Regions from separate parts of the Rattus norvegicus genome. Here region 2 is linked to region 1. Evidence: chromatin contacts called from public HiChIP or PLAC-seq data. All regions are on one chromosome and are shown on one strand. The core of a region is the stretch at or near the end of the contact, and the rest is flanking DNA. Distances in the headings are between cores, read along the strand shown. Region 1 has its middle 340 kb from the start of Trnav-aac35. Region 2 overlaps Sox6 (SRY-box transcription factor 6).

Region 1 (7,823 bases), core at 2,775-5,274:
TACTCCTTCAGGCCATGCTATTCCTCAAAAAACCTGTAGGGGGTGACAGTTGGATCCCCAACTGGAATCACACAAAGCCCTCCTCACCTTCATCCCACCTAGCCCCAGGAATGTTGTACCTACAAATAAACCATCACTCCCAAGTGGATCAGGTTACCCTAGGCTTAATCTCAGAGCAAGACCTCTTGATCCTTTTTCATAGATTCCCTATACCCAAGAAAGAAATTGGATGAGATTGATTTAAATATGTATCACACGAGATTCTTGTGTATGTGTTGGAACCCACCTTGGAGAGATAATGCTTTAGAAACCAAGCAGTCCAGCTTCTTCTAGAGTTTGCACAGAGAGGCTAAGAACCATTATGCCTATCACTGTGCTCAGTATCTCCTCTATTCGGCATCCTTAAAGTCTTGCTCGTCAAACAAAAATGTGTGTTAGTAGGCCACTAACTCATCTGGGGCATTGAATTTCTAGGAAAAGGTTGGCCTGGAAACACTTTCTGAGATATCCCTGGCTGGTGGAGTAGATATTTGGGACAAAGTATGGGAATTCTTTCTAACCTGAGTTACTCAGGGGCAAAAGACCATGGTGCAAACTAAGGAAGAAGTACACATTATTTGTCAAGGATAATTTGAAATTATAACTATGTTTTTCTTATTTTACATAGTGTTGGCTCCTAAACAGGGTAATTAGTTATCACCAAGTATCCATGTTCCCTCTTTGCTCCCCAGCCTCTCTTGCAAACAATTATGAGTTAAAGAGACATGCCTGTGTTACCTCAAAATAAAAGTATTTAAAATCCTATGTATCTCTCTCAATCTCTCCCATTTCTGCAGGCTAAATGAAGACGTTGCATTCCAAAATGGAGCTAAAAGATTCTGGAGTATCTGTCAGCTTGGGCCTCAGAGTGACTTCATGAAATCAAGTCCCCATGATGACTGGTGGTGATATAAAATAAACAAAAAATACACATTGAAGTCATTGAACAGCTGACGGTCTGAGATCAATTCATTACTGCAGCAAATGATGGCTAATATAGCTACAGCAGTAGAAAAACGTTCTGAAATCAATCGATTCAGCAGATCAATAGGTTGAAAAAACAGTAGAGGGTCAAGAGGCTAATGGCAATCTTCAAAACTGTCAGTACGTGGCAGGTCTTACAACTGGTCTGTGGGCACCAATCTGTCACTTCCTAGCATGAAGAGATAAGACAGGAACTACTGCGTGTTGAATATATTTATGCTAGCCACTTTCTATAATCCCTGCATTTAGCCTACCTAGTATTCTCTAGTTGGTCCTATTATTAGCTCATGTATACAAAAATAAGTTTTGTTAGTCACATATTACTGGCTATATTGTAGAGCTATGGTTTTCAAGTGAGAGAATTTCCATTCACAGCTCTAACTCTGGAAAAAGAGGCTTCCGATGATTGAGGTGGGGCTTGAATGGCTCAGGCCTTTACTGTTGCTGCCTGGAGTCTTTAGAGATCTCTAAATACACTTTGATGATTTTAAAGCTCTTCTGGCCCATTCATTCCCTCTTTATTCTCACGTCACCTTCTCCATTTCTGTTATCATTTCACCTGTATCCCTATATCAGGCATTCCCACTCCTACCCACCCAGTCCTAGAGATTAAACTTAAGATTCCATGCATACAAGGCAAGTGCTGGGCCACTACTACTCTATCCAAAGCCACAGGTTAACATCTTATTTTGAGACAGGGTCCCACTAAGTTTGCCAGGCTGGCCTTGAACCTCAGTCTTTAGTCCATGCAGCCCTTGGACTTGTGACCTTGTCACTTCAGCATCTTGAAGAGCTGAGATCACAGGCCTGGTTCATAGCAGGATTTCTTAAGCCATAAGTAACATTACTCAAAATAATCTAATGCCCTTTCAACTCATAATCTGAAAGATCCAAGGCTGGGGATGTGGTCGCAACTTAGTAGGGGCAGCCTTCCCCTTAGGGTGGCTTTTCTCAGAGCCTGACCCCTCTCAAGGTTTAAGAATGGTGCTGAACCTAAATCTGGGTCTTCTGTTCACATCCAGCAGGGTTGGAAGCATTAATATGAAGATCTTTACTTCATCTGGGGCCCCAAGAGCATGGCCTGGGTCTCTTTGGCTTGAGCCTGCATGACCAAAACCAAACTTCTATAGCAGGGAAGAGACTCAGATGTATTTCGACAATTAGAGCTCATGGGCAGAGCTGCTTTAGGTTCAGTCCTACCTGACTTGCAGAGTGAGAAAGGTGGGTGGAGCAGGGGTCCAGTCACAAGGCTAACCATCCTGCATGGTTCATTCATCACTTGCAATGCCTTATATTTTCAGGGGAGGGGTGGTGGTAGATTCAAGTTCAAATGAATTCCCACTCTCCACCACTCACTCTTTGGATCTATTTTGCTTACATTAAAAGAATGAAAATATGTGTTTGCATCAAAAAGTGAAAGCAATAGAACAAGACCAAAACCAAACAAAAGCAAACTAGTTCAGAAGCGGCCCTTAACCACCCACAGGGAGCACCCTTCAGCATCCCTGCTGCTGTCTGGTTCTGTTCTGGGCTTACCATTTGAGATTTCTTTCACATTGTGCACATGTCTGACCTGAGCTACCATTTCTACTAGTTGCTGGAAATACTCAAAAGTAGCTGAACTACCTCGTGCCTGAACCAGGCTGGGTAAGGACTCTGCCATGGGTGCCTCAGACTTTCCCAAAGACTCACGGAGATAATATACTTTGCGGATATCTTCTAATTCTAGAACCCTTTAAAAAGGTTTCTGTACATCTCTCTTAATATTTTTATTTTCAAAAATTATATGTCAGACTATAAAGATGGTGTACCCAGTCAAATGGTTGCTTCATAAGCATGGAGAAGTGAGTTTGATTCCCCTGAACACCTATGTAAAAGTCTTACAATCCAGTTTCTGGAGAGGTGCAGGCAGGAGGATGGATGCCTGTGGCTCACAGGTTGGCCAGCCAAATCAGAGAGTTTCAGGATAGTGAGGGATCCTGTCTTAAAAACTAGGTAGATGACACCTAAGGAATGATACCCCAGGCTGACCTCTGGCTGCAATAGGCATACACACAGATGGCACATGTGCCTCACACATGTGTACAAGTACACACATGCATGTGCAAAGGAAGAACAAGTCATTTTCCAGTACATAATTTTTGACACTGACAGAGTTCCAAAAAATAATTTTTCATTTTCACACATATCTATCAGTTTATTCATTCTTCATTCAATTTCCTGCTTTTAACAGGTTTTCCATGGAGACCAAAATTATATCCATCCCTACACTAGATATTTTCTTTAAAGCATAGTCTCAGGCTGGCCTCAAACTCAAGACCCAAATAACTCAGTTATTAGGGCTGGAACTTAAGGTATGTGTCACAACGTTCAGTTCTAGACATGTCTTTTATTGTGTCAATTTCTGCACAGCTCCTGATCCTGGACCAACTTTATTTGCTAAGAGGAGTAGCTGCAAGTTATTGTTAATGAAGGGTGACTGCAATAAGACTGACAATGTCAGACTCACTTCTCCATTGGCTAAAAGTCCCCCATGAGGATGACAGGAAGGATACTTTCCACAGTTACACCCTCAGACTTAGGATCTGGTTAGAGCCAATGAATACAGAGATAACCTGAATTAAGCACTTCACAGTCCAGGAAAAAAAAAGGCCATAAGGGAAGTGGGTCTACAGGGACATTTTTGTTGAAAATATAAGTAGCTTTTGGGTCAGGTTCTCACCTCTCCTTACACTGAATCTCTCTGGCCTTATGGTCGTCTGCTGTTTGTCATAGATCTGAGTGACGCTTCCCCAGAAGGCTTCCATACCACTTTGACTCATATCTTTGCAGTGGTCTCTAAAGAGAGTTCAGCTATGGCTATGTACGTAGACAGGAAACATTTAGGACATGGAGGTGTCTTACAAGATTTATGAAACTTTTGAGACTGAGAGCACACGTACACAACATACGCCCAGCTCTCACACCCACCCCTGGTCTCACATTCTGTGCATGCTCCAAACCCACTCACAACTTCTGCTGCTTCCACCAGGCCATTCGGATACACTCACTTGTGCAAACAGATAGCCTTGCTCTGTCCCCCACCAGCCTTCCTGAGAATTGTTCTGTGAAAACGCTATCATTGTGCCCACGGCTGGCCCCGGGCTAAAATGGGAAGTGGGAGAAGCTTGCATTTGGCTCTCCCCAACCTCTCTCAGACTCTCCCTCCTGCAGCTGCCAGCTGCACCCCTGACCTAGCTTTTCCCATCTCACTGTGCCTCCATTAGAAACCACCCTGTCTGGCTGCCACTCCTCCCGGCCTTGCTCTGGGCTTGAAAGATGCCAGTGGGTTTTCCTTAATAGGACTTTTCTAAGAGACGGAGACTTAACCCTCAAATGCTGTCAAGTTGGAATGATGTCTTGGGCCAGAAAGAACCCTACCCATTTAAGGAAACTAAGAGACACACCCAGGCAGTCCTAAGCCACCATGCCAGCCATCACTTTGAGCACTAGACCCTGAGCTGGTGCCCCTTGCTCCTTTTGTGGCCTTTTGTGCTTCTGGCTCCAAGATCCCCTGCCTCCCATTTCCCAAGCAAAGCTCTGCCTCTCCCTTTGGCCTTAGTCCACAATGATACAGTCCTTAGCATGGCTACCTCTCCTGTTCCTCGCATTCCTCCAACCCTGCCTACCCTGAGGCAAACCATACCTTACAATACGCCTTGGCAGTCTCCCCCCATGTCAAGCTCTGACTTCCTGTAGGATCTGGGCAAAAATGGCCCAAAGGCAAGAGTCCCAGATCTTAATAGAGAACAAGTAAGCACTTAATCAACACTCATAGCTCATACCCTAAAGACACCTCATTTCTCTGCTTTGGGCCTCCCCTGGTGAACCAGCAATAGTAGTATCACTATTGAATGTTCGTGCAATGTCACTTGTGAGCACTTATAGACATGAACCTGCTCACCACAGAATATGTGTTCTGAATCTTGTCCAGTAACAGGAGTTATATTCCTGGCAGCAATGTTCTGGGAGCTCTGGGCCAGGTCCTGCAAATGAACCGTGGCATGGGCTGCTTGGCCAGATGGGGGCAGCAGAGAGCTATCTGAGGGTCAAACTGGGACCCATGGGGCCACCTGGGGGTCCAAAGTAGACAGCCAGGACCCAAGGCCTGAGATCAAGCAGGGCAAGCTAGACAAGAAATAGAGCTAGGAAGAACCGCTTCTGAAGTGCCTCCCGGTATTGTACTGCTCCTCCCTTTACCTCCACAGATTGCCCATCACCATTTGCTAAGGCTGATCTTTCTAAGCAGTTCACCCCCCAACTGTCAGATTTGAATAGGTCAACTGTAAGCCAAGAAGAGTTGAACGCCCGTAGGTAAAAGTCCATGGATTTCAAGAACCAACCATGGACCAAGCATGGGCCTTCTCCTCATCCAATAGCTGAACCATCCTTCACAAGCGTGCCTCCACTCCTCTGTTGACTGCTAAGAATGCTGTCTAGTCTAATTCCACCATGCCTATCAGAATCCTGTCTGCTTTCCACGTTTAACTCAAATGCTCTCTTTGTTAGGACGTCTGCCTTGATTTGGCCAGTGCCTAACTAGAAACATCTATCTTTGGCTATCTCTCAGCTCTCCACATCAGATTTTCCAGTGGTATCTGTGGCTGTCAGCAACCAGAGTGACAAATGGCAGCCTTGCTTTCCCTGGGATGCAGGAAGTTCTGCCACAATCTGCCTCCTCTAAGGTGGGAGTCATGGTGGCTTCCTCATCTCCTGCTGAAGATTGCAGGAAGAGAATAAAGGGAGAGTGCCTGGAGCCAGCCTGGTAGTGGCAAGCACATGGGGACTGCCTTGTCACTACACTATCTTAATGTCACCATTATAGAGGGACTTTGCTCCCCAGTGACCAACAATGTAGGGTCTTAAGTATTTAACTTGTCCTCAAGACAAGCCCTGGATTGTAAAACAACAGTAACAACAATAATTGAGGCCAGCAAGATAGCTCAACAAGTGAAGGTGCTTGCCTCCAAGCCTGAAGACCTGAGTCCAAGCCTGAGGCCCCACACGATAGAGGAAGAGACGTGACTCCCACAAGCTGTCCTTTGACTTCATCAGCACTATGGCATACGTGTGTGCATGCGCGCACACAGAGAATGAGTAAAATGTAATAAAAATTTTAAAGCAACAGTAACCACTTGTCTGGGGGCAGGTCTAGTAATTTCAAGCCAGAGAGTCACTGGAGAAGCTAGACACACACACACACACACACACACACACACACACACACACACACACACACACTCACCACTAAGGCAGCAGGAGAGGAGGTAAAAGGACAAACTATGACAGTGACGACGAGAGAAGAAAACTTTTTTTGTTGTTATTTAGAAAGATAGTGATGTTTTCAATAAAAATTTCAACCCGGAAATTAAAATTTAAACAACATAAGTGCCTGGGAGAACCAAGCAGCAGCAAGCAGTCCCTTAATGGCAAGATGCATAGCCTTTATTTTTTAATGTAGAGAAGGAAAGGATTTGTCATTAAAGTTTAAAAATAATCAGAATCTCAGAATCAAAATCCCTTTTGTTCCAGCGGGCTGGCAGCACTGAGGGGTGATTGTGTGTGCTGAGTGGGTGTCCAGGAAACAGTAGTCATTTGTGTGTGTGACAGGAGTCTCGTCCAAATCTAAATTTAAGTAAGTGTTGGCCTTCTTGGATTGTATAATTTTTGGATAAATTAGCTCAAACTAAGCGTTGGAGTTGCTTGTGTGAGCTCTCTTCCCTCTGTCTCCTCATCTATTCTCTCCCCTGCATTTAATAATTATAACACTTGAGCCAAAAATTTGCTGGCCAGCTGCAGTGGCCTAACCGTCTGGTTCACTCATTATTTCTAGAACTTGATACAATCACGGCCTTTGAGCAAATTAGAGTAATATTTAGTGCATTGGTATTCTGTCCCCACCCTTCCCCCAGTTCACCAATGTGAGACCCAGACAGACAGCTTGTGCGTATCATACTAGAGAATTCCGTCTTCTCAGCTCCTACAAGCCATAGTACCCATTGATGTGTCTGCCCTGCTCCCTACCACAGTGTGGGAAGGAAAGACAGCCTGGGAAAAGCCTAGTGTGAAGGAGTCAGAAAGCTTAGCTCTGCTTCTAAACCAGCTATGTGGCCTTGGCTCACTGGACTAACTTCTCTGAGTTTCTTTCTTTTTCCTTTCTTTCTCTCTCTCTTTCTTTCCCTTTCTTTCTCTCTTTCTTTCTTTCTTTCTTTCTTTCTTTCAAATCTTAAACGCTTGGCAACACTGGTCATGACAGAAGGGCTGAAGGCAAATTTTTGGTCTTCAAAAAAAAGTTTAAACTTGTTTCTACAGACTTTTGTTTGTGGTGTGACGTGTGCAGGCTGGCAGCTGGGCATGCTACAGCGTGCGTGTACAAGGTAGAGGACAACTTTCAGGAATTGTGTTTTGGCTTTTTTTTCCTTCTACCATGTGGATCCTGGGGAATCAAATTCAGGGTTGGTAGCAAATGCCTTGTCCACTGAGCCATCTCCCCATCCTTGATGTCAAATCATATGTCTACTACCATCTATGCAACATTGGACAAATTATTTAACTTCTGGCCCTCAATACCTTCATCAGGAAAAATGAGTGTAGTCACATAAGCTGTAGCCTGACGTTTGTGGGGAGGGGTTAGGGGAGAGTGAATGAGTTAAAATATGTGGAAAGAGGAAAATACACACTCCTCAAGTTTAAACTCTACAAGGGTGTAGGGTCCTTCCTACCTGTTTTGTGTCCTTCTCTATCCATAGGAGAATGATAGG
Region 2 (7,640 bases), core at 2,653-5,152, 250 kb after region 1:
AAGGCTAGGAGGAAAGGAGAAAGTAGGGGAAAGCAGAGGGTGCTAAGACCTTGGAGACTCCACAGAGAGGAGGTGTCCTGTGCCTGTCACAGCTTGTAAATGGACCATGCCACATACCAGTGATCGTGATGGCTTTTCTGTGGTTATAACCATGTGTTCAGAGTCACTGTTTCTGTGCTGTCGCCTCCCACTGCCTATGAAAAACTTGCAAATATTGAAAAGCATGTGTTTTGGAAGATAAAAATACTCAGAAATACTGGAAAGTATATATCTTGGAAGATAAAAATAATTCTCCTGCCATATTAATCAAAAGTAAAATTTCTATAATGTTAATCAATCCTTTATCATGTGGCTCTGACAAAGAACAAAGAGCAATGCCTGGAAAGAGACCAATGTTCCCATCTGCAAAATCTATGCTACCCCCCTGCCTGCTCCTACCATCTTAGATTTGAACCAGAAAATCTTGACTTCCTTAGAAATAAATGAGAAAATTATATTTCTGCCTACCTTGAGAAAACAAGGTAAAATCAAATAGATGAGGAGATTGTAAGACAATGAACTACCATGAAGCACTGCATACTGTGTAGAGCGCCACATTAATGCCTGCACCACATATGTGGATGGGATTTAAACAATCTTCACCATGTCTCCACACTCACAGCAATGTCTAGGAAGAACAAAGCTCAAGAAGTGAGACATTAACTAGATGTCCACAGGCTCTCCAAGATACGCATGTAACCTTTACGCTTTACCTCCACCAAGCCACAGGACAGTGGGATGCACTCCATCAACCTTAGAAGTGTATAAAGGACAGAGCCACTAGATTGACAAAGGTAAGATTTAAATCCAAGTAATTCTGATGCTGAGCCTCTGACAGGGATAGTCCTGAAGCATCACCCCAGCCTGCATTACGTCTCCATCTCCTGTGAAGTGGAAGTGACCCAGGTTCTTCTTTACCTTACGACCATAGCAACGTAGAGAACTCCAAGCCAGCTATTTTGTAGACTGTCCCTAAGTTGCTTGACTTTTCATGGGGTTATTCTTTATGGTTAAATTTGGATTGTATGTTTTGTCAGTCATCTAAAAGAAGAGGCTGCCCTGTTGTGCTCACCCAAGCCCATCAGTCGCTGGGGCACTCTAGTTCATCCCCTCACTGCCTGCGCAGTGTAGCATTGGCCAGGCTTCTCTGCTATACTGATGAACTTTCCCTTCGGCCTCCCTGTGTGTTATATGGGCCAATGCTTTCAGACGAGGTGGGCACCCTTCCATAGCCAAGCCCTCTGGCAGCTTCGGCACCCCTTACATTACTGTCCTGTACTCCCATGACTAGCTAAGTTGGTTGCCAAGCAGCTTCCCTAAGTTCTTACACATTATATAATTGGCACTCTACGACAGGGAGAATATTATCTCTACCTATTTTTTTTTTAATTTTGAATATACATTCACACATACACATAAAAACACTGTTGCTGTGCTCCTAAAATTCCTTAGGTACCTCCTCACTTACTGAAATACTCATTATTTTCCCTTTCCCAAAAAGACTCAGGAGAAGGTATGAGGATATGATGTGGCTGCGGTGTATAGAGAACCACTAGGGGATACTTTTTCCAGAGGTTCTTAACCTGTCATTAGATTTGGATCTAATGACCACTTCATAGGCATCATCTAAGAGCATTGGAAAACACAGATATTTATATCACAATTCATAACAGTAGCAAAATTAGAACTATGAAGTAGCAAAAAGAATAATTTTATGGCTGGAGGTCACCACAACATGAGGAACTGTATTAAATATCGCAGCATTAGGAAGGTGAGAACCACTGCTTTATTTGGAGCATTATTCTAACATTTCATTCACAGAACTGAGAAATATTCTTACACATATATTATACATACACACATGTACTAATAACTATTTATGTATAAGTAGATGTCTCCATATTATTATAGTTTTAATAAGCAATATCATGAAATTATATTTGCATTTTGAATTCTATTCTAGCCCCTGAATTTATTCTTATCTTGCTCCATCCCATACTTGGAACTCTTTTTGTAAAATAGTGAAAGGTCTAAAAATCATTACATCAACCAGTATGTATGAATATCTATATTCTTATACACATACATACACATACACATATATAATATATATTTTATATATAATATATATCGTATATATCTTTTTGGAAAAGGGAAAATAATGAGTATTTCAGTAAGTGAGGAAGTGCCTAAAGAATTTTAGGAGCACAGCAACAGTGTTTTTATGTGTATGTGTGAATGTATATTAAAAATTAAATATATATATATATATGCACATGTTTTGTGTATCTCTTCTATGTTATGAGCATATATCCTCATCCTTGGGTTGCTCCTAAATTCAGCAGTCTTTATTCATGGGCCCTATGTCTCACCATCAGTTTGATGAGCAGTTGCCTTACAGGGCTGCTTATAGCCCAGTTCCTTTTCTCCATGGGTCCTACCTAACATTCTAATCTACGTAAAAAAGGAAGGAGAATAAGAAGTAAAAAGTGCTTTTTGTTTTTCTAGCTTCCCTTGTAGGTCCTATTTCCTATTAATTACAAACTGCTATGCCAACCCACCCCCTTCACGTCACTGGGTGCCAACTGCAACTGCAGAGTAAACACAGCTTCTCTCCGAGAGAAATCAGCTCAACCCTTGACCGTCACAGTCATTGAGTTACCTTAGTTCTCACCTGCCTGGTGGCAAAAGTTAAAATTCATGCTGGTGCATATTTATTAAAATTAAAGAAAATTCACATAAAGAAAATGGATTGGTGGTCAATTGAACCACAAATGACAACTACAGATCCCTAGTCAAACTTCGATGGTAAGCTACCGTAAAGGCCTGCCGTTAATGGCTCTGTTCTGGGTTTGGGGTGTGGCAACATGAGAGGTCAGCAGAGGATTGGCTTCTGTCTTGGCTTTTGACACACAAGGGCTTTGCTCCAGGCCCTCTAGTGTTGCACTCTGCCAAAGGTAAGTAAAGAGTGTGTTAAGTAAAGTATAATAATGGAGCAAGGAAACACAATTTAAAAAACGCTAAGTAGAGGCTTTGAAAACTGAATCTTTAAGGTGTCTCCATGCTCATTGGCGCATAAGGGAGGAGACAGTGAGGCCTAGCTCATGCCCCAGCTGCCTGTGGTTTGGATTTCTCCATAAGGCCTCCTGTAGAAGTGCCCTCATGAGGGTTAATATTTCCCTACTAAGGCTGGAAATGAACCAGATTATTCTTACTCAGACACAAGATCCTAGGGAGGGTTGAGTTGGTTCCAGCCTGGACAGCTTCATCTTTTCCAGTAAAACTACCAGCAAAGCCATTATGTCTTAGAGACTGAATGCTTTGTGTCACCTGTGTATCTTTAAAGAGCCTACAAGAAGTTCTGTCACAGCATATTTCCTCGAAAGGAAAAAGCCAGCAGAGTTTGATATGGTTAAGCACAGCAGGGCAAATCTTGCTTCCTAAGTCTTTTCCTTCCCAGGGTTCTGTGCAATCCCTTCTCTCTCAGTCACAGTGGAAGAGAAAGGGGAAGCTCCCCTCTCCACTCTACTCACAGGTCTTTTGTCCTATCTTCCAGGCGAAATGCATGTGACTAATAGTGCTCCAGCATCCTTGAGGGCACAGCCTGCATGCTGCACCGGGCAGTTTGAGGTTAGATTTCAATTTTTCAGCTTCTCTCCTCTTCCCCAACCCGTTATTCGCTGTGAGTTTGGGCCTACTATTGACTGCACACCAGAAGCACAGCCTGACGAAGCTGTGAATTGCTATGAGCCTCCAGTGAGCCTTCCATGAACCTCTCGAAAAGGGCTCGCCATTGAGTTAGAACTGCCTCACTCAATGTCTTTTCATACAAACACACTGCTTCTCAGCAGCTCAGAGTAGCACATGACCACTAAGACCAACCTGAGTATCACATTCTGATCCTGCTCGCTAGCCAATTAGCAAATACAGGGAAAGTAATGCCTTACATTTACCATTCTAAAAAATCCAAAGTATGTCTGCCAATCAGTTACCGAGCTAGACCACCCATGGATAATTTTTTTTATTCTTCCACGTTAGAATAACATGGGAGGAAATTTTGTGTGTGCCGTCCTTTTCCTGCATTTTCCAGCTAGATTAAGCTGTTGTCTATGCAATTGCCTCCCAGCTGCCATGACTTATGAAAATAACAGACCCCGCTCTGTTGTCTGGAGAAAGCGGGATTGTTATGAGTAACTTTATTGCAGGCACATGAGTGTGTTAAGACTTTAAAACACGCTCAAATGTCATGTGCACACCCAATGACGGGCAAGAATAATGATGAAAAACAAGAGATCTATGTCTATGAAACCGCGTTGGACAAAATGGGCCATTCATTGTGTTCCCCTGGGAATGCCTGGACTCTGCAGTCAGAAAACAAAAAAGGCACTTTTTCCTGCCGTAGGCTGAATGCTTAGCTTTGCCATCTGAGCCGTAAGAAAACACGGGCCCCTCTGCTGCCGCTGCACCCACACACGCTAAAAAATATTAATGCCTCTCTTTCCTGACTTTTCCCTTTCCAGGCAATCCCCCTCTGTGTAGGCTGTAGCCAATATAATGTCAACACAAAGACAAAATAGTTTATCTTACAGAGGTCCCTAACAATTTCCCTCTTGTCCTCAGCTAATTGCCCTTCCCCCAACATTCAAAAGGAAAAGCAAATAAAAAGATAACCTTTACTCCAGTGGTGAGCTTAGGACTGGCACAAATTTTATACACAGCAATGTCCCTTGTGTTCTCTTGCCTGTGGCCTGTGTGAACACTCCACCACGTAAGCAAGCGGGATCTTTGCCTCTGCATCTCTGCCCCTCCCATAGGGAAGCTTCTGGGGGATTTCTGTTAAGTTTGCCAGCTTCTCAAGAGTACCCTCTTCTCCTCTCCACATCAACTGCAAGGCATCCTTCCTCCCAGTGAGTTTACATATATTATAAGATAGAAAGACAAATGAACCTGCAGATCATTTTAGGCCCAACACATCTTAATGTGCTTATTTTGCTGGAAGTTTAAAGCTTTTGTGCTTTATTGCAATTTTCAAGCATAGTCATTTTATATAAATAGACAAGGTACGTTATTCAGTGATTTTTCCTAGATGGATACACTTGCCCGTTGATGGTCCACTGTCGATGCTACAGTAATTTCCTTGGCAGCTGAATCAGCAGAAAGAATAAACAAATTTCCAAAAGAGTAAGCTTCTACCCAGGATCTTCAATCTTGAACCTTTCTAGTTTACTCCAGGAAAGAAATGGAGGAGTCTTTGCTCCACTGCAAGGTGTGCAGGAAGGGTGTTAGAGAGCAGCTGGAAGGCCATCAATCCCCCCTTCATCTTCCTTTCCAGAGCACAGCTCCTTGTTCTTGTATTCCCACCCAGCAACCACTGACAGTGCCTGTCAATAAACTGGGGGCCAACTGCAGGCTTCTTTGGCTGTTTCTAAGAGTTGAGCACAGCACACATATGCCAATCTTGTGACTAGAGGAGGTATTTGAAAACTCTTCAAGTTTCAACATGTGCCTTGTTTTCACATAGTGAGCAAATGGCTTGGAAATGCAACAGTTGAGGGAATGAGATATAAATTTTGTCTGACAATAAAATGTGGTAATCTTTTATTTAGCTAACCGGTGTTAAGATAGCAGGCGAGTCAAAAGACAGTTGATTGTGGGTGTGTGCATACACACCAGAGGACACAGGGTATATTTAGCCAGCCTACTGGTTGTTTTGACTGTGCTCTGAAAGCAGTTGATTTCATGGACTAAGCAGTTAAGTTTGAATCTATGACTGAATTAAGGGAGTCAGAAAGCACTTCAGAAACCATCTAGTCGCTTAGCATTGGGTCAGTTCACTTACTACTTAATTTAAGTCTGCTGGACCTAGAGACACTCATAGAAAAATCATTCAAACCAGAGTTAAAGCCAGAGCATCGGAGAAGTTGGTGGCATCAAATAAACCTGATGAGAGACATGTGTATCTCTGAATCGGAAGAGCTATGTGGTCATCAGCCTCCCTGCAGAAGGAGGAGATACCTCTCCAGGGGGAGGAAGCATACCAGGCCAAAGTCCAGACCTAGAACTCAGCTTCAATATTTCTCAGAAAAGGCCTGGGGCTAGGAGTGCCTGTAACCCTCTGCAGAGGGACCCAGCCACCAGAGCACCGAGAAAAGAAAGCCCTCACTGAGGCCCTCACTGAGGTCCAGGCATGACCATGAACAGCACTTCTGGAGCCACTCATGAAGTATGAGGTTCATCTCAGGGAGTTTGCTAGCTCACAGGCCCCAAACCTGGACCAAAGCCTCGCACTGATCTGATGTTCAAGTCCTAGTGACAAGGAACCCACAATTAGTCCTGTCTCCCCAGCTGAAGGATAACCACTCACAACCTTGCTGAGCCATCGGAGCAGCTCCGAATTTGTTTTAACAATTCAACAACATCACATTCCTCATTCATCCACTTAGCTTAATTTTCATAGCATCACTTGCAATGCTGAGGTTGTCTCTATTAAGCCGTTTTTCTTGCATCATTAACTTTTAACCAGGCATCGATAGCTTTATTGTTTAAATTGCGTATGACTTTATTTAACGTCAGCATTTCTTCTAGCTCTTGACAAGAAGTCACATTTTATAACTAATTAAATTGATCCCTGGGAAGCAAAAGCCACTAAACGGAATTATTCGAACCCAAGTGTCAATATATTAAATCAAAGGGCTAATGAGTTGGGTCACTGCATCTTTTATTGGGAGGCTACAGCAGAACAGGACTCATAATATCCTCTATTTTCTGCCTTAACAATCAATTTTATTTAAACCAAAGGCAGCTAATTAATACTTTTGGATCTTATAGTAAATAGTGCCTCTTTCATAACACACAACTGGGCGTGGGACTCTTCCTCTGATGGTACGAGCAAGGTGTTCTTTGCATCTTTTACAGAAACGAGCAAGGTGATACATAGGGGATTCTGCATGCAGCTGCTTTTGAGAAGTTCTGGGTTTCAGTGACTAGCATTCTGGGTATAAATCACAATGAAAAGTTTCCTTTTGGAGCTGACAATAGGGGCTAATGAGCGTGATTAAGGAATAGCTAAGTGTGTCACACCAGCGTTTCTTCTCACTCCTGCAACCACTGAGTAACTGCCTATAACTTCATCACCTCTGTCTGGACGTCCCATTTCAATCTATCGCCTTGTAACTCACTCTGTCCAGTCTTCCCGAACTAACTTTGTGTCTTCTGACAATAACCTCGTCACCTTTGCTTCCTAGCAAAGATTGCATAGGTAGAAGCATCCCCTGGTGTTCTCTTGCATGTGGCAACTGTACATTCTACCACATACACATCGAGCTTGTCTACCTCTGCATCTCTGTCCCTCCCTCTGGAAGCTAACTCCTGGAGTAGATTTGTTCAGTTTGCCTTAGTACCTCTCCTCTCCACATTATCTACCCAGCGTCCTTTCCTGCCAGCATGGCCACACACACATTACAGGATGGAATGATAAATCATTTAAGCCCGAACACATCTTAATCTGCTTATTTTGTTGAAATCTCCTAGGGTATTCAGATATAACATTCCCATTTAAAATTTTACATTTTTATATCTTCTTTGGGAGAATATCACCAATT

Evidence for each region. HiChIP or PLAC-seq counts read pairs in DNA pulled down with a chosen protein or histone mark.
Region 2: an H3K27ac HiChIP or PLAC-seq map of oligodendrocytes shows a contact between it and region 1, with 3 times the contacts expected there. The contact joins two enhancer-like sites. A contact is called at or near these places in 1 of 12 Hi-C or Micro-C datasets (Schwann cells) and 1 of 1 datasets of contacts at active chromatin or transcription factors (oligodendrocytes).

What each region holds. Positions count from the first base shown.
Region 1 is chr1:179,044,022-179,051,844 of GRCr8, forward strand. No RefSeq gene overlaps it. Among named protein-coding and RNA genes, the nearest start is that of Trnav-aac35, 340 kb to the right of the region's middle. Within about 2 kb of position 4,025, at least 4 of the 93 cell types and tissues checked have an H3K27ac peak or open chromatin away from gene starts, as enhancers often do.
Region 2 is chr1:179,298,964-179,306,603 of GRCr8, forward strand. The region is part of intron 7 of Sox6 (SRY-box transcription factor 6); the gene reads right to left. Among named protein-coding and RNA genes, the nearest start is that of Trnav-aac35, 88 kb to the right of the region's middle. Within about 2 kb of position 3,903, at least 16 of the 93 cell types and tissues checked have an H3K27ac peak or open chromatin away from gene starts, as enhancers often do.